2 separate regions of the Cricetulus griseus genome follow, and region 1 is linked to region 2. A link is a contact called in public Hi-C data. All regions are on one chromosome and are shown on one strand. Each heading gives the region's core, a stretch centred on a gene start, on an enhancer-like site or on the middle of the called end of the contact. The rest is flanking DNA. Distances are from core to core; before and after follow the strand shown. Region 1 has its middle 100 kb from the start of Tgfb2. Region 2 holds the start of Tgfb2 (transforming growth factor beta-2 proprotein).

Region 1 (4,399 bases), core at 1,443-3,942, 100 kb before region 2:
CTTTCAAAGTACTTGGGAGGGAAAAAAAATCTGATAAATCCAGAATCTTGGGCAGGGCTTGAATTTTAGAATGTTAAGCAACGTGGGAGCTGGACTTAGCAGTTAAGAGCAAGTACTGCTCTTACAGAGGACCTGAGTGAAGTTCCCACACAAGAGTCCTCCTGTAACTCCTGTTCCAGGAAATCTGGCACCCTCTTCTGGCCTCTGTCTGTGAACAAATGCACACACACATACCCACAGAAAGCTAGAGAGAAAGGCTTGGGGAGAAATAGGACTATGAAGATGAGTCAACATATTAGCTCTTTCCAAGCAGTTCCCATTTTAGTATTATGCAAATCAGTCACAGTTGCTAAACTTCATTCCCAGGGAAATTGTAAGCATCCACCTATGGTTCTAAAACAACAACAACAACAACAACAGCAACAACAACAACAACAGCAACAACAACAGCAACAACAACAACAACAGCAACAGCAACAACAGCAACAACAACAACAGCAACAACAACAGCAACAACAACAACAACAGCAACAACAACAGCAACAACAACAGCAACAAACAACAGCAACAACAACAGCAACAACAACAGCAACAACAACAGCAACAACAACAACAACAACAGCAACAACAGCAACAACAACAACAGCAACAACAGCAACAACAACAGCAACAACAGCAACAACAACAACAACAGCAACAACAACAACAACAGCAACAACAACAACAGCAACAACAACAGCAACAACAACAGCAACAACAACAGCAACAACAACAACAACAGCAACAACAACAACAACAACAACAACAGCAACAGCAACAACAACAACAGCAACAACAACAACAACAACAACAGCAACAGCAACAGCAACAACAACAGCAACAACAACAACAACAAGATGTTTTGATACTGGTCAAAATTTTGGCCTAAGCCTCTGCAATCTTCACATAAGTCCCAACAAGTCACAGGCTCCACACTGCCACCAAGGCTCCAAACCAGTCTTCCAGTCCTTGCTCCAATCCATTTCTTTCTCAGGACCCCTGTAAACACAGTCCCGGGAATTGCTGATTGGCCACCAAACACCATTTCCTGCATCCCCACTTCTCTTAGCAAGGCCTACCCTTCCTTTGTTGTTGTCTAGTTCCTAATATCCATGGAGACCTCAGTTGGAGATAAGCACAGGTCCCTAATCCACCAGGGATTGCAAAGCCTTTGTCCCAAGGAGGGGAGGATGGAGGTGTTACCCTTTCTCAGCTTCTTCAGCGCTGGCTCATTAGGCCGATTCCATCCTCTCCCATGGCCCACAGCTTCACAAACCAGGGCTCCCTCTGCTTACTGAAAGTCTCCCTTAGCTCCAGCAGCCCTGGGGCTGGCTATTCTCCTACTGGCCCAGGCTCCAGCAACAGCCAGTTGCTAGAGCTCTATCAGTATGCTGGGTCATAGACCTTCCCTTTCTCTGCATTAAAGGTGGGACCCGAGGATTACCTAGGATTATCTGTGGTCACTTCTAGGTGGGTCCCCTCCTAGTCTCTACTTGACTCCTCCCATTGGATCTAGGTTTGTGAGTCCCAGGAGGAGCTCAGTGTTACTGGCATAATCCGGGCCTTCTTCCTCCATTGGGTCCCTAGTAATAAAAAAGAGCAGGTCAACGCCCCCATTTCTCCTTATCTTTTTTTTTTTTTTTTCATTTTCCCTGCTAAGTTGGAGGCCAATACTGAGCAAGCCAGCCGCTGCAATTCTCCGTTTATGTCTGGTCTCCCCTAAGATCTTCTGTCTCCTATGGCAACAACCAGGCTGCCTGTAAAAGTGCCTGTGACATCTCGTCTCTTGATATGCGACTCCTTACAGAGACAGACCAGCACATCCACAGTGCCCTCTGCAAAAGCTGCCCTCGGGCGATTTTATTTCATTTGCTCATCTGATTCCTCCCGTCAGGGTCTACACCGTCCATTGCTCGTCCCATACTCACCTTCACCTTCATCGTATCCTGCAAACTACACCAAGTGTCGCTAAAATCTCTTCCCTGGAGGAGATGCAGAAAAGGTGCCAACCCCTCATCCTAAGGTCTCAACAACAAATCGATTCCTGCAAAGTTCACTCTAGGGAATCAGGGAATTTATTGGGCTTCCTTACAGAGCAAGGATAAGGGGTGGGGTTGTGGGTCCTTTCCCCCAAAAAGGCCACACTTCAAGTCTTTTCAAGACGATGGCTGTTTCTCAAAGCTGTACACTCTACCCCTCGCTAGCCTGCATGCCCCAGCCTTTCCTGGAGGCCATGTGCAATTAGTGTCCAGGTGAGTACGACAAGAAACATGGAGAGAGGCTGGATACTGAACTGAGGGCTGTGGTGCTCCCTGCCAGCATGAGGTTGACATGCCAGTCCATGCAAACAGTCCGCAAGCCCAGCTGGGACAACCTTTTGCAAGTGGACACAGCTGAACTCTGAAAGATGGTGGCTGTTTGGCTCAGAGAATAGTCCTTTTATACCAGTCACACACCAAAGTTTGGCACTCAGAATTTTAAGTTGGGCAGGTGGATCTTATCAGTAACCCCACATGTGGTCTGAATCTTGAGGTGACACAGAGTAAGTTCATGGGAATTTGAGGGTGTAACCCAAAACATTGTCCAATGCCCTGAATCTCACTGCTCTTGTCCAAGTCACTGCTCTCCAAGCACTGTTGGAACTGTTTCTGTCTGCCCAGCTGAGCAGCTGAGTCATTCGTGTGTGAACGTTGTCCACTGGCATGGAACTCAAACACGTAGATGGGAAATGTCTTCACAATCCTGTCATCCGAGTCACGACAGGATACGGTGAAACTCCCAAACTCTCGCAGGGAACCGTGCTCCAGAGACACCTTTATTTTCTAGAACAGGACATTTCAGCACTTCAAGAGTGAACCTCAGTCATAGTTCTGACATTCCTTGTTCTCTGTGCTACAAAATTTGCTTTAAAGAGATCTGGATTGTGGTCAATAAACATCAAATGAAAGACGTGCCGTTCACTCCCGGTATGCCTGTTAGATCTCTGCCTCTTAGAGAAATCTTTTTACCTTTTCTCTAACGCTCTCAGGAAAGCTTGGCCATTACCCTAGTATGTCATCATCAAACTTTGGTGAACGATTCATTACTGAGTGGAATGCATTGGGTGAGTGTGTGTTAAGTACATAGCACAAGGTTGGATACAATTAAAGACATAAAAATGAAGGACGAATACTGAAGGCTCACATCCAGTTGAGGGAATGAGACACACACACACACACACACACACACACACACACACACACACACACTCAAAAGACCAATACCCTACAGTGTGTGGTTTAATGGAGGAGTTAAAGGAGAAGGTAAACAGAATAAGTCACAAAAAGTTCAATAGAAGCTGTGACATGTAGAAAACCCACGTATGTTCCAATGTTCCACCTTGGTCCCCCCCCCCCCCCCGGCATGATGGACAGGACTGTCAATCTGATCTTGAGAAGACATTTTCCCTGAACACTGTGAGATGTTAGCAGCACCTCACCACCAAGCTAAGCTAGGAAAACAAAAATTGTTCCTTAGAGAACAGCAGGATAAAGATGATAATCACCTGAGTGAATTTTTTTCAGCTCAGCCTTAGAGATGAATGTCTGTGCTCAGGAGAGAGGCCAGACAGCCAAGGATGGGAATACTGAACGCAGAATGAAAGTGACGAGCAGATAACAGTGAGGAGTTGTGTGTGGAGAAATCTCAGAGAAGAGGCGGGCCTGGGGCCAGATGTAACACAACACATAATTATGTCTAGTTTTGCTCTTGGGCTGATGTCTTGGAAGTGATTAAAGTGCTCCCATCTTTACAGTTGAGGGTTTACAAAAGTGGATTCTTTGAAATTCTTCCAAATAAAGGGAGCAGATGGCTACGTAGAACTAATTATCGCAGGAGACATGTAAATATCTTTGAAGACAACCGAGGGTCCTACAGGAGTGAATGTAATTACAGGCGTGGAACCAGAGTTCCTTCTTTAGTGTTGTAGATTTTTGCCTATGAGCTGGAAAGCTAACCAGAGTGCCAAGAATATATTGCTAGGTGGTACATTTCAAAACAGCAGTGTTTTCACAATTCTTGATAAAATCCCTTCCCAGAGGGCTTTTTTCCCTGCGTGGCTTTGTGTCAGTAAAATCCCCATCAGTGCCACTCACAGCCTATGGATTCCCCCAAGTACCTAGTGGAGCACGTCAGGTTAGAGGGAGAAACTGTTACCTACAAACACTGTCACTCTGCTTATGACTCTGGAGGCAGGGACAATAAAGGCACTAGCAAAGGCTAACGTTGTAGCACCTCATTAGCATCCACGAAAGGACAATTTCTGCAGGCTCCATGGCTGTCTCAGATTCCTTCTGTAATGGTTCTGTGAAGCCATGGGCAG
Region 2 (4,634 bases), core at 552-3,051:
CTGGTGAGCTTCAGCTTACTCAGGATCTGCCCGCGGATGGCTTCGATCCTCTTGCGCATAAACTGGTCCATGTCGAGGGTGCTGCAGGTAGACAGGCTGAGCGCCACCGGGACCAGATGCAGGAGCAAAAAGGTTCTCAGCACACAGTAGTGCATGTTTCTAAAAGGTGGAATCGTCGCTGGTGTTGTTGTTTAAAGTAAGAAAAAATATATATATAAAGAAAACAGTAATTCTCAAAGCGGGTCAGGTAAAGTTTGTTTTTTTTGTTTTTTGTTTTTCTTTTTTAATGCGAAACTTTTGCAAAGCAATCGAAAGTCAATGCCCAATAGAAAAACGTCCCTGGCTGGGATTCCTTTAAAAAAAGAAAATGCAACGCGTTCCCAACGTGGAGATATTACTATGCGATGCTCAAGGGTGGGGGTGGGGGCTCTCACTTTAGGGAGTAAGAAAGGTTTGTTTTTTCCCCTGGAAGGGAGGGGGTGAGTGGCTCTGAAGTAGAAATAAACTTAAAAGAAAGAAATGGAGTTCAGTGTGTCAGGCTCGGGTGCGGAGTGGCGGATCTGAACTCGGATCCTTCGGCCAAAAGGGAAGAGACGAGAAGGTCCTGGGGCTGGGAGGAGGTGCTCAGGGCCGCGGGGAGAGCGGAGCCGCGGCCGGGGCTGCGCCGGGCTCTAACTGAGATGTTCAAAGACCGAGCGGCTCGGCCCTGCCTTCCACACGTGTGTGGATGAGTGTGCGTGTGGATGTGTGCGCGCGTGCGTGTGCGCGCGCCGAGGGCGAGCCTGGCGAGCCGCGGGGAGGCAGATGCGCCCCGGCGCAGCTCACTCGGGGACTCGGTGAGGGTACTGTCCGCCCCGGAGTTCCTCCGAGGTCGGAGCAGGCAGCGACGATCCTGCTCCTGTGGCCGCGCTGTGGCCTACACCCGGCCGGGTCGCTCCACGTTGCAGCCGCCGCTGATGCCTGCAAAGGGGGCTAGCCTCCAGCTCCGTCCTGCAGATCCTGCTCCTCTGGCTCCAGGCGGCCACGGGGCGACAGAAACCGGCCACCTTCTTCACCCCCTGTGGAACAACACCGCCTCCTGGGCGCGTCGGCCGCGGGGCGCCACGGAGACTCGCACCCTTCCCCAGCCTCTCCTGGCTTCCAGCAAGTTTGCACTTTCTCGGTTAGGGTAAGAAGTACCTTGCGACCCTAAAATAGACCTCTGCTGAGACCGACTCCTCTCTGCAGCCGGGTAGCTCCAGAACGGCTCCTTAAACCCTAACGCTTCTGCTCCTCATCCCTGTCCCCTGCCCCGGGGCTCAGCTCTCTGCTTGTTCTCTCACTCTCACGCCCTGGCTCTCTGGCCGGCAGCTCCAGCAGCTCCGCTCCGAGCAAACCTTCTGCTGCCAGCAGATAACATCACGATCCTGCCCGGAGCAGAGATTTATAAGTGCTCCCCAAACCACGTGTTTGCCTTCAACAAAGTGACGCGCTAGGATTACAGTCAGAAGTCCTCTGTTACTAAGACCACGAGCTCTCGACCGTTGAGGGGGTGTGGAAAGGGGGACGGCCCGAGGAGGAGGGCGACTGGCAAGAGAGATCCGCAGCAGTCACAGTCTGTGATCTCCGAGGGACAGGCAGCTAAGCATCTCCTTTTTACACGGTGGGGCTCATTCATTCGCAGGCTCCCTGATTTTTATTGGTCTGTTTACAACCTAGCCTTCTGTTTGTGAACTAGCAAACTAGCTAGCGGAAACAGATGCACCTCTCCCCCCCAAAGATGCTCTGTTTTACTGCTCTGAATAAAGGAATCACTGCCTTCCTCCTGTGAACCCGCTTCTCGCATGGCTCGGTCCTTTCTTCCTAGACAGGTATTATCTCCCCCCCCCCTTCATTCTATCCGCAGCAAACACACAGGAAACCTGGATTTTAGATGTTGGATGTCTACTGTTCCACAGTACTCACAGGCTGACATCTTCTACACACCGACCCCGATGGACACCAGAGTCATTCTTGCCACTTCGCCTCTTCACCTTTAGTCAAAGTCAACATTTCAATTTTAGCAGTGACTCTGTGCCCACACTGACTAGACACATAATTTAAACTGGAAACTCTGTGTTCCCCTCAAAGTCGACATCTCTGTATCATTTACTGGTTCAGTCACTTCCTAGTTGAAAACGAACCAAGCCTGTAGGGATGCATGCGGTAGACGTGTGGGAGGGACCTGTACTATTGGTAGAGCGAGATGGGCAAATAGTGATGGTAGCTGGCATACATTACACACAGCAATGAAGAGCATTGTTTCCATTTCACAGCCAAGGAGACAGAGGCCATAGGAAGTGAAGCCCGTGGTTGCAGAGAACAGGAAGTGATGGGTCTGGACTTGGCAGGGACTGCCCGCTGCCTGAGTTCTCTCTCACTAATGCAATTCTGAGAGACCCCAGTCCCAGAACATCTGACCACCAGGGATTCCGAGGTCAAGTCAGTGTGGGTGATTGACAACAGTCTACTGCCCTCTTACAGAACCAAGATTCCCACCGCCACAGTCTGTGTTCTAAGAATTCTGCAGAAAACTTCCTAAGTCTTTGATCCCGTCCCCACCCACCTTGAACACAAAATCCCTCTACTCCTCTGGACCTGTACAACCCTGGAATGAACGAATTGTTCCAACACATGCCTAAATGACTCTGAAAACTATATAGAAACCTCTGTCATCGGCAGACTTCACCATCAGCTTCACATGGAGACAGCTCTCCTGGCAGGGTTAGACAGCTGTCTATGATCCTGTAAGCTGGAGAGGAACCCACCCAGAGCTACTGTTGGCTGATAGTTTGTTTCATCAGCGAAGAGAAGACACAGAGCCATAGCTAGAGCTGCTGGGAGGGCCAGTGCCACTTTGGAATACAGGGGGGGTTCTGCCACGGTAATCTACTGAACACCTAGGGAGGGCTTCCCCTGAAGCCAGTGAGCATCTCACCGGGTGCTGAGACTGACCTGGGGAACGGGCATGGGTGACTCTTAGGATAGGTGGGTGCAGATAAGGATATGTGCAGAGCAGCAATAGCCCCGTGTTAACATGTACTCCAGTCATGCAGACACGCACCCCTATATTATCAATACCCACACTCTTGCCCAAGGCAGTTATTTGAGCACGTGCAGCTCTATATCCCTTAGGCCTGAGAAGGGACCTCTTCCTAAGAGGCTCCTTTAGTTTCCCCAAAGCCCAGGAGGTGACAAACACATTCTGGGATGGGCAAGCACAGTCCCCATGTCAGCAGAAGAGGGAGCCCGGGAGAGCAGCTCTCAAAAGCTGTGCTGGTGCATCCCATCCGTCCATCTTCAGCAGCTCTCAGGCCTTTGTGGCCCATAGTCAGGAAACAAAGCCACCGCATCTATTACTACTGGCGTGGCCTCGGGGCTCCCTGGGCTGTCTGGTGAAAGAGCACCCTCGAGTACCCCAGTGCCCAGGAGGACCATCCAGGAGTTCAAATTCCTGTCCCTGTGGCTCATGAACCTAACAAAATTATTCAGAGGCTCTGTTCACGTCATGGCCCGTGGGAATGGGAATATACGCAAAAGATTATAGTGAGGAATCATTATACCAGGCATAGAAAGCGTTTACATCAAGTGGGGCCTCGAGTCTGCTCCCTGAACTTCAGCCGCCGCTCTCTCAGCCTTTCTCCATTGCAGTCAGGGGTCACTGTCAAGCATGTCTATGTCTTCTTCATCAAGTAGAAACAAAAAAGGGTTCAGGGAAGGATCCATATGGATCTGCTTCAAGGTCACACGTGTCTTGTTTTAAAGCTTACAGAAATTTGGCCCTCCATAATTGTAGAAAGAACAGCTAAACACACACTTTTGAGGAAATGCAATAGGAACTTGCTATCAAAGTTCAGTCAGTCATTCAACAGAAAGGTCTCTTAACACCCTAAGTGAGAGGTTTGGTTTCTAGGCCAGAGGTTGAGGGGTGAGGAAGCAGCTGTTCCAACAGCAGCCTTCACTATTCATTGATGGGTCTGTTATTCACTTGGGTGATGTGGAATGCCTAAACTGCTCATGGAGTCCGTCCTCAGTGTCACAGAAACAGCCTGACCTGGATCTCCTTCCTCTCACCAAGAAAAATTAACTTATTTATAACAATTCTGAAAGTTTTCTCAATGCCTTCTAGCATTAGAAAACAACAACAGGAAGTGGGGAAATATATGAAGCTGAAAAACATTTTTTCAATCATCAAATTATGACAACGAGTACAAGAATGATTGTTTTCCATTCTTACTTGTAACTTCTATCTTCACAGTCATTTATTTGTGTGTGTAGGCATGCCACGGCACACCCGTGGAGGCCAAAGGAGAGCTCTCCCACTCTTGTTGTCTTCCTTCTACCATATGGGTAGGTTCTGGGAATGGAACTCAGGTCACCATGCCTTTACCCTTGGAGCCATTTCACTGATCTGTGAGTTAATCTTTGATTCCACAATTTAAAAACAAGGCTTGGTCCATATTAGTCGCCCCCCTCAGGATCAGTGTACATTTTAATAAACAAGTTCAACTTAAGAGCTAGATGCAGCCCCAGTGCTGGGAGACAAGACAGATGGCCAGCTGACTGCACCCCCCCAGCTTCATGTTCAAATGAGAGATCCTAGCTGAAAAAAATAA

What was found. A called contact is a pair of places that touch in the nucleus more often than the background predicts.
Region 1: a contact with region 2 is called in a Hi-C map of fibroblasts, with 4 times the contacts expected there. The contact joins the enhancer-like site here to the promoter of Tgfb2 in region 2. A contact is called at or near these places in 4 of 8 Hi-C or Micro-C datasets (the CHO-K1 cell line, fibroblasts and liver).

The regions. Positions count from the first base shown.
Region 1 is chr5:8,221,009-8,225,407 of CriGri-PICRH-1.0, reverse strand. No RefSeq gene overlaps it. Among named protein-coding and RNA genes, the nearest start is that of Tgfb2, 100 kb to the right of the region's middle. Within about 2 kb of position 2,692, at least 1 of the 6 cell types and tissues checked has open chromatin away from gene starts, as enhancers often do. A contact at or near this core is called in fibroblasts, where this site is marked.
Region 2 is chr5:8,116,236-8,120,869 of CriGri-PICRH-1.0, reverse strand. It overlaps Tgfb2 (transforming growth factor beta-2 proprotein), which reads right to left and starts at 1,801. Exons shown (of 7, transcript XM_027418739.2): 1 at 1-1,801. The coding sequence starts at 155.